Linked DNA regions of Mus musculus: region 2 is linked to region 1. Evidence: chromatin contacts called from public promoter capture Hi-C data. All regions are on one chromosome and are shown on one strand. Each heading gives the region's core, a stretch centred on a gene start, on an enhancer-like site or on the middle of the called end of the contact. The rest is flanking DNA. Distances are from core to core; before and after follow the strand shown. Region 1 holds the start of Plag1 (pleiomorphic adenoma gene 1). Region 2 holds the start of Rab2a (RAB2A, member RAS oncogene family).

Region 1 (6,674 bases), core at 1,273-3,772:
TACAGCTTTGCAAAGGTTTTATCCATTAAAGACATCACATTACCCTAAGAGCCAATTAGCTATTGGAAGTCAAGTCATACACTTTATGAAGTCAGCCAATCAGTCATGGTCAAGTACAACTGCTCTTCAAATCCCAGTTCAAATGAAACTGTACAATTCTCTTGCAGGGGAAGAGGTTAAAAAAAAAAAAAAAAAAAAAAAAAACACAAGTCACAATTATTTGAGAAAGGGCTTCATTTATCTCAATATATCGATAAGGTATTGATGAGCCACCCACCATCTTTGAAAAAACGTCCTCTACTTAGCTTAAGGGGCTGATCTGGCTTACACACCCAAATGCTACTCTAGTTTAATCACTTTTCTACCGAAAAATCAAAGCAGATGCCAGAGAAATAAGGCAGTATGAAGTACACAACTCTACTGAATTAAAAAACAGAACAAAACAAACATGCATGGGCCTTTTCAGAGAAGTCCAACGTTTTGTATGAAATGTCACCAAAAACAATGTTAAACAAAATAATGTATATTCCAGAAAAGTAATTCAAGCCCATAAACTCTTAAGAAGTGAACATATTCTGAATCAATGGCCATCCAGTCCAACTTCTTCCATTCTGGTAAAGATCGGGATGTCTAAGCTAAAGGAGCCCAACTTTTCCCGGAGATAGAATCTGATTACTCTGAGTCCTTTAACTTTCAGTAATCACCAAATAATCATTTATGCCATGAACTTCATTGAAAATACCCAGCCAGTAGAAGCGTCTTGACAGGAAGGGCACTCAGTACAAAGTCCAACTATCTCTAGAAGCCTTTCCTCTTCGGAAGATAGTTTACAAGACTGCCTCTTCCTGAGAGAATACCAGAACTAAGAAAATCTACAGTCTTCTCTTCATGTCTCCCACAGAGCTCCGCTTGATCGTTCATGCATATAATAATCTCGACAATCTGATACGAACACAATTCACACTGCGTCCTGATCATGAGATTCTGTTGTTTCATTATCATCAGCCAGAAATTCTTTTAAAAAGTATCCACACAAAACAGGCATCAAATTTGCTGCTTCAGGCTATTCCCGTTTTACTGCTTTTTATTCTGGATACTAAATGCACTATAAACATGGTTTTCCTAATGTCACCTCCTTCGTATGAATTCCTGTGTTAACAGAAAAGGAAGAGGAAATGTCAATTTACATGGAGGAGTGTGGCTGAAGGACAAGATGGAGTGCCCTGCTAAAGAGGCCTTATCTGTTTACTTTTTGAAGGTGCAGGAGTGAACAACTGTTACAACACTGTACTACTTCCAAGATGACATTCAGAAAGAAAACCAGCCTGAGGGAAGACTGCAAACCTACAGCACATCTGAGAAATAGTGCTAAAATCTACTCTAAAGGGCAAACTGCTTACCAAAAAAGTTCCTGATTTCCCACTCTTCGCAGCTTTGATCCGCAGTGGGGGAAGGGCACGTTACTGAACAAGTCCAGGCCCCCCAGGCTTCTCAGAGTCTGGTCTGTGAGTGTTAAATCCGGAAACAGAAATACAGCACACCATAAACCTGGGTACAGAGTACCAGGGACAAAATGTCAAAGTACACATCACAGGGATCTGAGAGGTCGGAGACGAATCTCCAAGAATGTAACTCCCGGACCGCACCGCCTTCCGAGGTGCCGCGCCGCAGAATCGGACGGTGGAGGGCGGGCACAGGTAAACACCACAAAAGGGGCTGGGAAGGAAGGGGGCGGCGTAGAGCGGGGACCTGGGGAGGGCAAGGAGGGGAGTGACACAATCCGGGGTGCCCAGACCTGCATGGGGTCACCTTCCGCTGCCCCGGCCGGACGAATCGCGTGGCGTGAGTAGCGGCAGGAGCATGCCGCGCCGCGGAGGGTTTGGCGCCACGAACTAGGGTCTGCCCTCGGCGCAGTGCTGTCCCGGGCCTGCTGTCCAGGGAGGGAGGGGCCGGAGACCACTCACCACAGGCCACCACTCAGCCAGCACCCGGGCCGGCTGCAGTTCCAAACACGTCAGTGGCTCACGCAGCAGGACCTTAAGTAGCGCGCACCCCAACGTGCTGCCCCCGCGCCCCCCGTTCCAGCTTGTCCAATCCACGCACGCCGCTGCCAGATTGACAGGCGCGCGGAACTCTGTGAGGTTGGGGCGGGCTCAGTTCGCTCCGCCCCCGGGCAGCGGGAGGAGGGCTCAAGCAGGAGGAGCGGGTGGGACGGCGTGAGACCCCGCCTTCTCCCCGCCCCACCGCGCCCCCCGCCCTTCAGCATCGCTCTTACCACTTCGGCCTGATGGGCAGCCACGTCAACCAATGAGCTCATCTGGACCCGGCGGCGGCCGCTCGGACTGGCCAGGCCCTGGGCGGAGCGTGAGGAGGGCGGGCACCTCGGCGGGCGGGGGCCAGGGCGGGCCGGCGGGCGGGCGCGGGGCGGGGGCGGGGGCGGCGGCCGAGCGGGCGGGGGGGGGGGTGGGGGGGGGTAGGAGGCGGCGGTGGGCGCGACGTCGGCGGCTGCGGCGGCGGCGGCGGCGGCGGCGGCAGCTGCAAGTTGAGCTGCAGGGGCAGCGCATACACTACAATGGCTGCTGGAAAGAGGCGTAAGGAAACAATTTCCAGGCCCGCCGCGTCCAGCCCGAAATATGAGAAAAAAATTATTAGAAATTCCGCGGGCGGTGTAAAGGCGGCGGACGGGCCGGAGGGAGGATGTTAAAGCTCCGCGGTGAGTTCTCCGGGGGTCCGGGGCGGCGGGGAGGCGTTTAGCGGGAGGAATATCAGGGTTATTTAAATTATGGGACTAGCCGAGGGGGCAGAGGAGCCGCGGCGGCGGCAGGAGGAGGAAAAGTTTGTGCTACTCCCAGCCCCTGCTCAGGACCCCAGAGAGAAAAATAATAATAAAAAATCAAATAAAATCGTGCGGCGGGGCTGCAAGGACTCCCGAGGTCGCTGCTGACAGGGCAGGGGGCGACGCGACTGGGGACCCGAAGGTGAGGTCGGTGGGAAAAAAAAAACCCTTTTATTCAGGGTCTGGAAAGTTTGAAAAGTTTTCCTCCTCCTCCTCCTCCTCCTCTCTGGTGCTGTGAATATTGTGACAGCGGCAGCGGCAGCAGAGAGAGCGGAAGACATTAGAGACCCGAAAAATAAGGGAAAAATTAATATAAATTCGGTTTTGAGAGGAAACTCTCCGCGTTTTCCACCAAAACATCCCGGGGGAAGGTCGCTTCCCAGAGGGCCTGGCGGAGACCCGCGGTCGGCAATATTTGGGGGGTACTGGGAGTGACTTGGGGTAACTTTGCCCCCTTTTCCGAAGAGGTTTTTCTTTTCTGGAGAAATGCATTTGTTTTTGCCCTCCTGCCCAGGTGGGAGAGCCGAGTCGGGGTGCGGGGTCCGCGGGGCGCCGGACCCAGCCGGGTGGCGACGGGGGCGTAGGGGGAGGGGGTGCTAAATGAAAGCAGGAGATCGGGACGGAGCAGGGACAGCTTGTTGTCAGTATCATAAACAACCAAAATGGAGGGAGAACTCAGGCATATAACCAAATAAAAATTGTTAAAAAATCGCAAAAAATCCCTAAAAATCCGGGATGCGCCCCCCTTTCTCGCCAAAGGTAAAAGTGTGAACCGCCTTTCCCCTGAAGTCCATTTGGACTTTGCAGGGACCAAGGAGTTAATATTTATTTATTTTTTAAAACTTTCGAAGGGCAAAAGCCTTTTATAACTCCACCGACAATGAGAAAACGTGAAAATCCAATGCAAGAGAAGCAGGGGGAGGGAGGGGGAGGTGGTAGTGCAGAAACTACTAAACTTATTGGTAATGTGGACTGATCTGAGATAAGATAAACACTATATTTGCTATTTTATAACTCCCTTTTAATGATCTGTGAGGAGGTTGCTTTTTGGGGTAGGAAAAAAAGTGATGCCATTTTCTTAATAGAGTTAATATGTGTGATTGGAAGAATAAACCTTTCCGGCTTTAGATTGCATTTTCGTCGCATTTATGCCTCGGGTTTTGTTAGTGGCTCCCTCCTTTCTTTAAGCTGGGCTCTCCAGAGGAGGGGTGGAAAGGTGCTGTTGCCCAGAGAGACTGGAGGGCAAGACTGGCGAACCTTCTGGGGAGGGGTGGGGAGTTGTTTGGTTTCTCCCTTCCTGGCTCGTTTGCTTCACCTGTTCGCCCTCACTAAGGAATGTTGGACTGAAGTTTTCTGGTTTTATGTATATAAAAGGATGGTGCCTCTTGCATCACATTGATGTTAGTGGGAAAGTGCTGCTGATGTTGGTTCCACGTGGGATCTGGGACAGAGCAGGGCATTTTAAAGGGACAGCTTCTCTTTTCTTAGGGTTTTCATCACCTATGCAGACTTACAGAGGACCAAAGTCAGAGGTGCTGGAAGTGTGTGGTGATGGAAGAGCCTTCTCTTTCCATTACTCAAGTGCACCCCCCGTTTAGGAGTGATGGAGGGAGAGGAGGGATAAACAAGCCCAGCAGAAGATGGATGTGTGTGTGGCTTAGTTTTCATCCACGCTGTTCTTTTATGTAACAAGCCCTCCCAGAAACTTTTCATGTTACATTGCTTTGCTCTGGAAGCTGATTTTGGAAAGAATTGTGGAAAAATGGAAAAAGTTGAAGGTGTGTGGTGTAATGGTATAGCATTATTGAACACTTATGAATTCTGTGCAGTGAGATCAAAGAGCCATGTATGCCCATAATGGGGGTTTACAGCCATTTTGTAAAATACCTAATGCTCAGTTTGGCTTCAGGTACACTGAGGACTTCTGGTTGAAACTTACAGGCAAAGTGGTGGAGACTCCTTAACATTGTAAACAGTAGACATTTCTGGGGAGGCGGGAGTGGCTCTCATGAAGACCATGGAAAAGTTTATATATATATTTCAAAATTATATATAGTCCATCCTATGCATATGTTATAACTTTGCACTTTGAAAATGAAAATGCTTGGATATCCTGAAACCTATGGATTTGTATCTTTTCCGCTGAAATGATTTGTGTTTACCAGGAAATGTTTGCTAATCGTTAGCTCCTATCTGCTCTTGTGTCTGCTCTTGTGTCTTAGATGTCCGCAGTATTTTCAAAAGGTAAAATGTGTACATTGTTAACTGTACAGTATTTAAGATTACAACTAATCTGGGATGGAAACTACTTATATTCAGTTTCCACAGCCATATAGAGTTTGGGAAATAAATCTCTATTTTGCTTTGTTTTTACAATTTATAGAAATGGACCAAAGTAAGAACTGAGTTTTTAGACTTCTTAGGTAGTGTTCTCTTTTGCCATACTGCATAAAAATTATTTTGTGACAATCCATTGTGTGTTAGTTCCTGTTTCTAACTGACTTTTCTCAGCACTTTCTGTCCATACCTACATGAAAACAGTATCAGTGACCTGTGAGCACATCATCTTGTGGTTTCCCACTTTGGGAACAACTACAGCTTTCTAAGAAGTCACTAAGGAAAGCACAGGGGCACAAATCCCTGTGAAATCCTGATGCTTGGAAAGAGATTAAAGTCTCAATGAAGAAGATGACCCCTCCCCACCATAATCTTGTGTCCAAAGATTTCAGAATTCCATCACTACTTACAAAAAAAAAAAAAAAAAACCCTCTGAAGTTTATTTTGCATGTTCATTATGTTGCTGGCTCAAGATAGTTACTCTGACTATAAGTAGTCAGGATTATACTTTGTGCTTAAAATGCATGAGACTTTCGGATACTGAGCGGTTGCCACTTTGACAAACCAAATACAATTACCAATAAATTCAGTGTCAGTAAAAGTCAAGGCAAGTTTTGCTTTTGGTTCTGTTAGCTCATTGAGCTACTGAAGGTGTTTGGGCACTTAAAAATAGGATCTCATTCTTTGTTGTCAACCTCAACACAAGTTCACCTATTAAAATAGAGGTTATTCTTTCTCATATAGAGTAATATACACTTTGTTGGGGTTTAGTAAAACCAGCTCTTTTTGAAGTTAAAAAAAATACACTCATAATGTCCAGATGAAAACCTGTAACTCTTAGAGTCTTGCTTAGATAGGGAGTAGCACAAGAGCTGAGTTGAGTTGATTGTACTAAGGCTTTTTGATGCTTAGAAACCCTGCCTGTTGAACTTCCTTTGCTGGAAGTCCTATTAAATTATACCAATACAGAGAGATAGTCTAAGGACAGCAGCCCATGCTCCATACGACCTCACTTACAGTTAGAGAAACCCCACAGAGGAGAATTCTTCTCTGAGACTTAGATGCCCAGTGGCACTACTGAAAATTCTGAAATGATTATTTCCTGCAGTGGTGGATGATATAGTGAGTGTGGGATAATACTGATAAAACCCCTTATCTGTGTATTTATTTATGATAATCAAAATAGTTCAATAAGCAGACATTTTCTAGTTAAAGTAGTTGAATTTTCCTTTATCACTATAATTTGAAATTTTAAGAATTTTTTTTGCTTTAGTATCAATTCAAAAATGAGAATTTTTCCTTCATTATTATAATAATCCTGGTTGCTATTATGTACATTTTCATATGATATTCTAGAAATTTACCTAAGGGTTAAACTATTGTTTTTTAAATTAAATGTCATGTTCCTATCACAACTGGGATTTTAAAAGACGTACAACTGAAACCTATGCCATGCCTGCCTTTGAAGGTTACTTCAGTAATCATTTTACTCAAGCTGTAT
Region 2 (6,894 bases), core at 1,975-4,474, 4.6 Mb before region 1:
CCTCATGTGACACCCTCTTCTGGTCTCTGCAGACATCAGGCATGTACATGGTATAAACACACACACACACACACACAATCATCATCATCATTATCACACACATTATATGCAGGCACTCATGCACACACATAAAAATTTTTAAATTTAAGACTTCATAATTTCAACAGTTCAAATAATAAAATCTCGGACAAAGAGGATTATTTGTGATTAGTTCTCAAGCCTCTAAGCTAGGTCACCTACTCTGTGCTCTTATTTAATTTCAGTTCAAATGTCACCTCCCTAGTAAGAACCTCCCTTCAAGGCACACAAACGTTTCAGCCAACAGTGAGAAGAAAAGCCTTCCTAATAACAAGGATCATTTAAAATGCTGGTGGAGTGAGAAGACAGTGGAGGAACAGAGAATGGGGAATGGGGCAAGAAAGACCACTCTACTCCAGCAGGGAAGGAAAGGCAGGTTTACCACAATCTAGGCAAAAGAAAAAAGGGCATTTTAACTGCGAGTAAACACAATTGGCTTGTGAATGTGTGTATCTGATGAGGGACAGGAGGACTGATTATGAAGTTAAAAACTGACAGACATGTTAGGTTCCTGAAATAGGCTTTTTCTGTTAATAATTATGCGCTTATATTACTAGACTAGGCTTGTTCAAAGCAGAAACACTTTCCACTTTATAAATCACATTATGCCTGCTAGTGTACTCTCTATGAAATAAAATGATAGCCCTTTTCAAGCAAAAGCACTAAGCAAAAAACTAGTAGATTTGGGATTAAACTTTGAAATGATTAATGTGTGTAGTAGAAATACAGTCCATTCGGCTCCTGATTAATTAACTACATGAGACCTACCTTTGACTGGGTCCATCCTAAAGCATACAGAACACCTTTTCTACCCCCAAGAACTACGTAAGCAAATGCAGATGCCTACACAAATACCTATAAAATAAGTCTGGAATAAACACCAGGAAAACTATATAAATTGAGAAATATAATCCAGAAAATAAGCAGTTACTTCTAACCAAGGTACCAGGTGAATACTGGCATATATAAGAGGTCAAGATATGTTGATTCTGCAGGCATTATGGAAGGCCGGGGCAAGGCTTTAATTAAAAGATTAACAACATTTCTTAGGGAATGATAATGGCAGAAGGCAGGCCAAACAGAGGGAGGAGGAGGGAGCAAGGAAGCCTCAGAAGCCAGCTATTGGGCTCACAGGCAACAGCAAGGTGATGCAGTAGGAAAGAATGCTACAAGAGCAGGAGGTACTTTAGTTCACTGAGGACCAAACTAAAGCAAGAGCTTGACAGAGTAGTTCAGATGAAACTGAGGCTAAGCTATACTAGTTGAACTGGAGTGTGGACCAAGTGCTATCTACAGCCCAGTGAGCAGTCAAAGGCCAGAACTAGGTCACACCAGAATGCCAAGAAAGGAGTGTCTTCCCTTCAAACCACAGGGACTGTTTACGGATGGGGACCATTTCCTGAGAACAGAGCGTCAGCTAGTTAGTATCTGTCCTCCCAGTATTCCCTGCACATTACTAAATACTAATAAAAACACGATACCCTGCAAATACTCAATCTAAATTGTGCTGCTGCTGGGACAACCAAGTGGTCAGTTATTCCTGTTTCACACACCCAGGCACACTGTAGTTAGTCTGACATCTCCAATTTTACTTGTTTTTTTTTTTTTTTTTTTTTAAAATAACTCAGTGCTTTTATTTTAGATACCACTTTTCCAGTTTACAAAATATGGCTTTATCCAGTACCTTGCATAGAAAACCATCCAGTTTCCTTACACACACACACACACACACACACACACACGGCTGAAAAACTGTATTAACTGCAGGAAGTTTGTGTTAGGTAGCAATCAACATACTTCCAGAGTTACTTATAGAACCTGCTACATCATAGGGCAACCTCAAGATGCTTCTACATTTACAAAGTTGTGTAAGGGGTCCAGGTTGTGCAACACTCACCACTGAAATCAGACTCTAGTGTATTAATAGTTTTAACACCTAAATAAGCTTTACGTTTATTATTAGATTCGAAATATGGCCCAAATCGCAGGTATTCAAAGTATTTCATGAACAGCTTGCTTATTTGCTTCAGAAACTTATGAGGATGCTATTTTTAAGTGGGAACTTTTTTTTCCTTTTTTTTTTTGCTACAAATGTACACGAGGTCACCTGAAAATTAACAGTTGTGATCCTGGACTTGACAAAACCGAAAAAAAAGAAAAAAAAATCAGTAGTAAGTCAGCATACCCACAGTATGCTCACACCCAGCCCACTGACCTGCCTTGCATTACTATCAAGTCAAATAATGCCAGCATACACGTGGCAAAAGTCGCCAGAGCTCAATGGTGCTTTAATGATCCCGAGAAGAATTGCCCTGCCATCGAGTCATGTGATCTCACTTATTCGGACTTGGAGATTGAGGATATTTCCAAAAAAATTTAGGTTTTTTTCTTTTCCTTTTTTAATTTTTTTTTTTCCTCCCCAAAAGGCTGTCCCACTTCAGGGTGCGCCTTGCCAGGGCCTAGACGGAAGCGTGCAGGTCGGGGAGGTGGGACCAGGGAGAAAAATCTGGACCGGGGCCCGTCACGCTCCAATTCGTTCGACTTCCCTCTCTCTCCCCGGGCCGCGGAGACAGTCGAGGCGGGGGCCCCCCGGGGACGGCCGTGCTGCTGTCACACTCTCCGGGAAGTGGCAAACGGCTGCCGCGGGCCTGGCTGCAGCGGGCCCGGGCGGAGCAGGGAAGGAAGGCCCAGGCAGGCCGCGGCCGCTCGCAGCGCCCACGTCACCAGCGCCAGCACTGCGGAAATGGAGCGGCGGCCAGGGGACCGAGGGAGGATGGGAGGAAGGGAGGCGCTGCGCCCCCGACCCGCGCCGCTCGGCGCCGCCGCCGCCGTTTGCCCCGCCTGCCCGCCCCGGTCGCCCCCGGCCCGCCGCCGGCCTCACCTGTGTCGCCGATGATGATGTACTTGAAGAGATAGGCGTACGCCATGGCCGCGGCCGCTCCGTGCCAGGCTCACGGCTCCTCCTCCCGCTGTGCGCCTCCTCCGCGCCCTCACCGGCGCCGCTCGGCCGCGAACCCGGGCCCCGCCCGCCGTCGGTCGCCGTCAGAGCCAGCAGCAAAGGCCGAGGGGCAGCGGGACGAACTGACAGCGCCGAGCGCGGAGCACAGCGGCCCAGCCCTTCGGAACAATAACAGCCGCGGCGCCTCCGCCCCGCCTCCGCGCCGACCCGGAAGTGCTGCCGCCGCCTGCGCCGCCGGAGGAGAGGGGAGGAGCCGCGGCCGCGCCCTCCGGTCGGAGTCCCGCCTACCCCGGAGCCCCGCCTACCAGGCCGGGGCTCGGGGAGTCGCGAGGAAACGGAGCCTGCTAGGTTCAGTCGCCGCCCTCTCTCTCTCTCTGTGTGTGTGTGTGTGTGTGTGTGTGTGTGTGTGTGTGTGTGTGTGTGTGTGTAATCGTGGTATGTCCCTATAATGCTGTTATGTCGCTCTTAAAAAGATGTAAAAAAAAACCCAACTGTATAAATATTGAAGTAAATATACATTTGCATGCTGTTTATCAGACCAGGATTCTAAGTGCAATGTTGTGTATAGGTGTAATGTGTACAATATATGGCTTAATCATGTTTTGTGTATGTATTGTACGAAAAACTGAAATAAATACAGAAGCAACATGAAAGGAAATACCTGGTATGACATGATGGAATTAGTAAAAAACATATGTGTGTGCATGCAGTTTGAAGGTACTTTTGCCTTTGAATATATTCTGTATATATTGCCAGTGCTGCCAACTAGAGGCAAACCCAGTTCTTTAAAAGCCCAGATTTTAAAGAAGGTGGAGGACAGAGTTAGTTTACTATCTGAAACAGTTTTCTAGAGAGCCCACTTACAAGAAAGTGACTATCAAAAGGACAAAGGTTACTACAAGTAAGCCATGCATTTATAATCTCAGCACTTGGGAGATAGAGGCAGGAGGATCAGGAATTCTGGGTCATTCTTTACAACACTGAGGGGTCAAGCATGAGACCCTATCTAAAAAAAAGTGTGTCCCCAAAATGTACAGATAAAAGCACTTGCCATGCAAGCCTGTCTTGAGTTCATTCTCTGGAAACCACAATAGAAGGAGAAACACACACACAAAGTGAGAGAGACAGAGAAACAGAGAGAATATAGCAGAATGATGTTCGTGGATCTGTTCAGGAAATTTAAGAGTTGTGTAAGGAAGCTGATTTAATGCTTCCATCTCTCTTCTGTTGCTGGAGGAGGAATGAGTGGGCTTTTGTGGCTTTCGTGGCCAGCCTCCTGCTGACTGTCATCCCTTCCCTTGGGAATCAACCATTCTGTGATTATAGTTGATGGTACCATGCTAGGATGACTGAAGTTGGTTGCTACTTCATTTGCACAACTGACAAGCAGGACCTCACTAGGTTTTTCTTCATTACTAGGGAGGTGGTTTGCTAAAGGCTCAGGAACTTGATGTGAAAAGCAACTGAAAAAAATGGGGTTCACTGGTCTTTGGGACCTTCCCCGGGTGCTTCAGGCTTGAGGCTGTTTTGCCTAAGGGACTTCACTCAAGTCATCTTTTCTGGGTGTCTGTTCAGAAACTCGGGTCCTTACTCTCAGAGTGTGGTCTTTACTATCTCAGCTCCCGAAGGACAACTCTGTAGACTGTAGGAGCCTAGCCTCCTTTGTAATCAAGAACAGTCCCTAGAGCAGACAGCTAGCCAGAGAAGTTGTGGCAGGCCATGCAAGGCCTTGTGTGCTGAGATATACACATATAGAACTCTATACAGGAGACACAGGGAAATTATGAAGGGAAAGAGGTACACAGAAAAAACCTCACAGCCATATATACACAGTGCTAGAGGCAATGTGGTGGTATAAAGAGCTTAGGAAACCTGGCTTCTGGTCTTGACTCTGTCCTGATTGGATGGTTGTGACAAATTGTTCTTGCCTTTCAGTGTATGGATCTGTACAAGGCTGAAGTTGGTCATTTAGGAGGGCTGCTTTACATTGGAATGTGCTTGGCTGTTTGTCTGTCCAATCTCCAGATGTAAATGTACCAGTTAAGGTAGTAATCCTACCCCCCCCCCCCACCGTGAAGATACCAGGGCTATACAGGTGTCCCAGGTTCGTGTTCCTGTACGGGGCTGCTCTCTTTTAGTGCGCAAAGATTGCAGAGGCCACTGCACCACAGCAGTACGATCAAGTGTGAGTGGGGACCTGATTTTCTTTATTTCTGAGTTTTTTGCTAGATTGTTGTGTACATCCAAGAGAGTGGGCATGTGTGTGCTATGGCCCTCTACCAGGCCAGCGTACAACTTCTTGGAATTGGACTCTCCCAAAACACTTGGGTCCCAGGGGTCAAATGCAGATTGCCAAGCCTGGTAGCAGGTGTCTATCTGCTGAGCGGTCTCACCAGTCCAAGCACTTGATTTTCATATCTTCCTCTGAGCCTCAGATGAGGGTGGTAGGTGCTTTGCAGATTCAGTGTATTGGCTGGAGATAAGGCTCAGTAGAAGGCTTACTGTGCAAGCATGAGGGCTTAAGTGTGGATGCCCATCACTGGAGAGGTGGACACAGGCGGATCTTACAGATCAGGGAGTACAGACAGCTGAATTAGTAAGCTCCAGATTCACGGAGAGACCGTGCCTCAAAACCCTAGGTAAAGAGCCAGTGAGGAAGATAGCCAGTGCTGATCTCTGACTCCTGACGCAGATGCACACGCGCTGGGACACACATGCACGTGCGGACACACGAAACACAAACTGAAAAGTAAGAAACAACATATAGAAGAAAAAAATTAAATATTGTAAACATTATAAAAAAATAAAGCTGAAGGTTGCTGCTCAGTATTGCAGTACTGTCCCCGGAAGGACTAAAGCCCCGAGGTTCCATCCCAAGCAAAGTAAGGATTTTAAAGATTTATGTTACTATTTTTATTTATATGTATGTGTGTGTCTATATATCATGTGTTTGAGGGCTCATAGGAGCTGAAGTTTCAGAATGCCGTGAGCTTCCTGATGCGGGACATGGAAGCCAAACTTGAGTCCTCTCTGGAAAACCAGCAAGATTTCATAACTGCTGAGCCTCGGTTTTTAAAAATAAAGATATAAAATTCTTAAGTACTGCATACTCTCTAAAAATTACTTTAGGGAAATAAAAGTCTAACCACTGTATCAGTTCATGTTTAAAGCCAGCCCCGGAGCTGCTCAGGGGGTACCCATCTGTAGTTCCAGCACACTGACTGGGGAGCAAGCATGGATTGGAGGCCAGTGTGAGCGACACAGCAAGACCCCAGGCTCAAAGCGGGAGGCAGCCTTCCTTTTACGTTTCTCTTTTCTGACATTTATAACACTTTGTTTTATTTTCTCCAATCATATATGTTACCTTAAATTTTCTTGTAGTGGGGATATAAATACATGTCATTTAAGACATTTTATTTAGCCGCTAAAAGCCAAATGTATTTTTTCAATTAAAATCCCCAGACTAAGTGTTAGTAGACCTTCTGGAATTTTCCATTGGTTTTGATTTTCAGCTACTTCTGTGCTCTTAGGAATGAGCCCCAGTCATCTCTTCTCTCAGTTTTACACCATATCTGGTGGCTTGATGGTTGGAAACTGTGAGATTTAAGGACTATTATGACTATGTTTTTTTTAAATAACTCCTTGTTCAAGTTCTCTTTAACATTTAAAAATATAATGCTATGTTAGAATTTTGTATTTAGGGTCCCAACCCAAAATTTTCCTCTGATTTTGAATACCCTCAGGATGCTGAGAAAGGAGGGAGGAATGTAGACTAGGAAGAAATATGGAAGACTATAATTTTTTTCTTACCCTGTCTTCTAAAATGCTATGAAAACACAGTGTACATATTTGCACTT

The links. Promoter capture Hi-C pulls out the DNA fragments that hold promoters and counts their contacts.
Region 2: a contact with region 1 is called in a promoter capture Hi-C map of pre-B cells. The contact joins the promoter of Rab2a here to the promoter of Plag1 in region 1. A contact is called at or near these places in 2 of 39 promoter capture datasets (cranial neural crest and pre-B cells).

The regions. Positions count from the first base shown.
Region 1 is chr4:3,934,253-3,940,926 of GRCm38.p6, reverse strand. Plag1 (pleiomorphic adenoma gene 1) reads left to right here and starts at 2,522. Exons shown (of 6, transcript NM_019969.3): 1 at 2,522-2,713. It overlaps Chchd7 (coiled-coil-helix-coiled-coil-helix domain containing 7), which reads right to left and starts at 2,039. Exons shown (of 5, transcript NM_181391.4): 1 at 1,796-2,039; 2 at 1,401-1,548.
Region 2 is chr4:8,531,974-8,538,867 of GRCm38.p6, reverse strand. Rab2a (RAB2A, member RAS oncogene family) reads right to left here and starts at 3,224. Exons shown (of 8, transcript NM_021518.3): 1 at 2,960-3,224. The coding sequence starts at 3,005.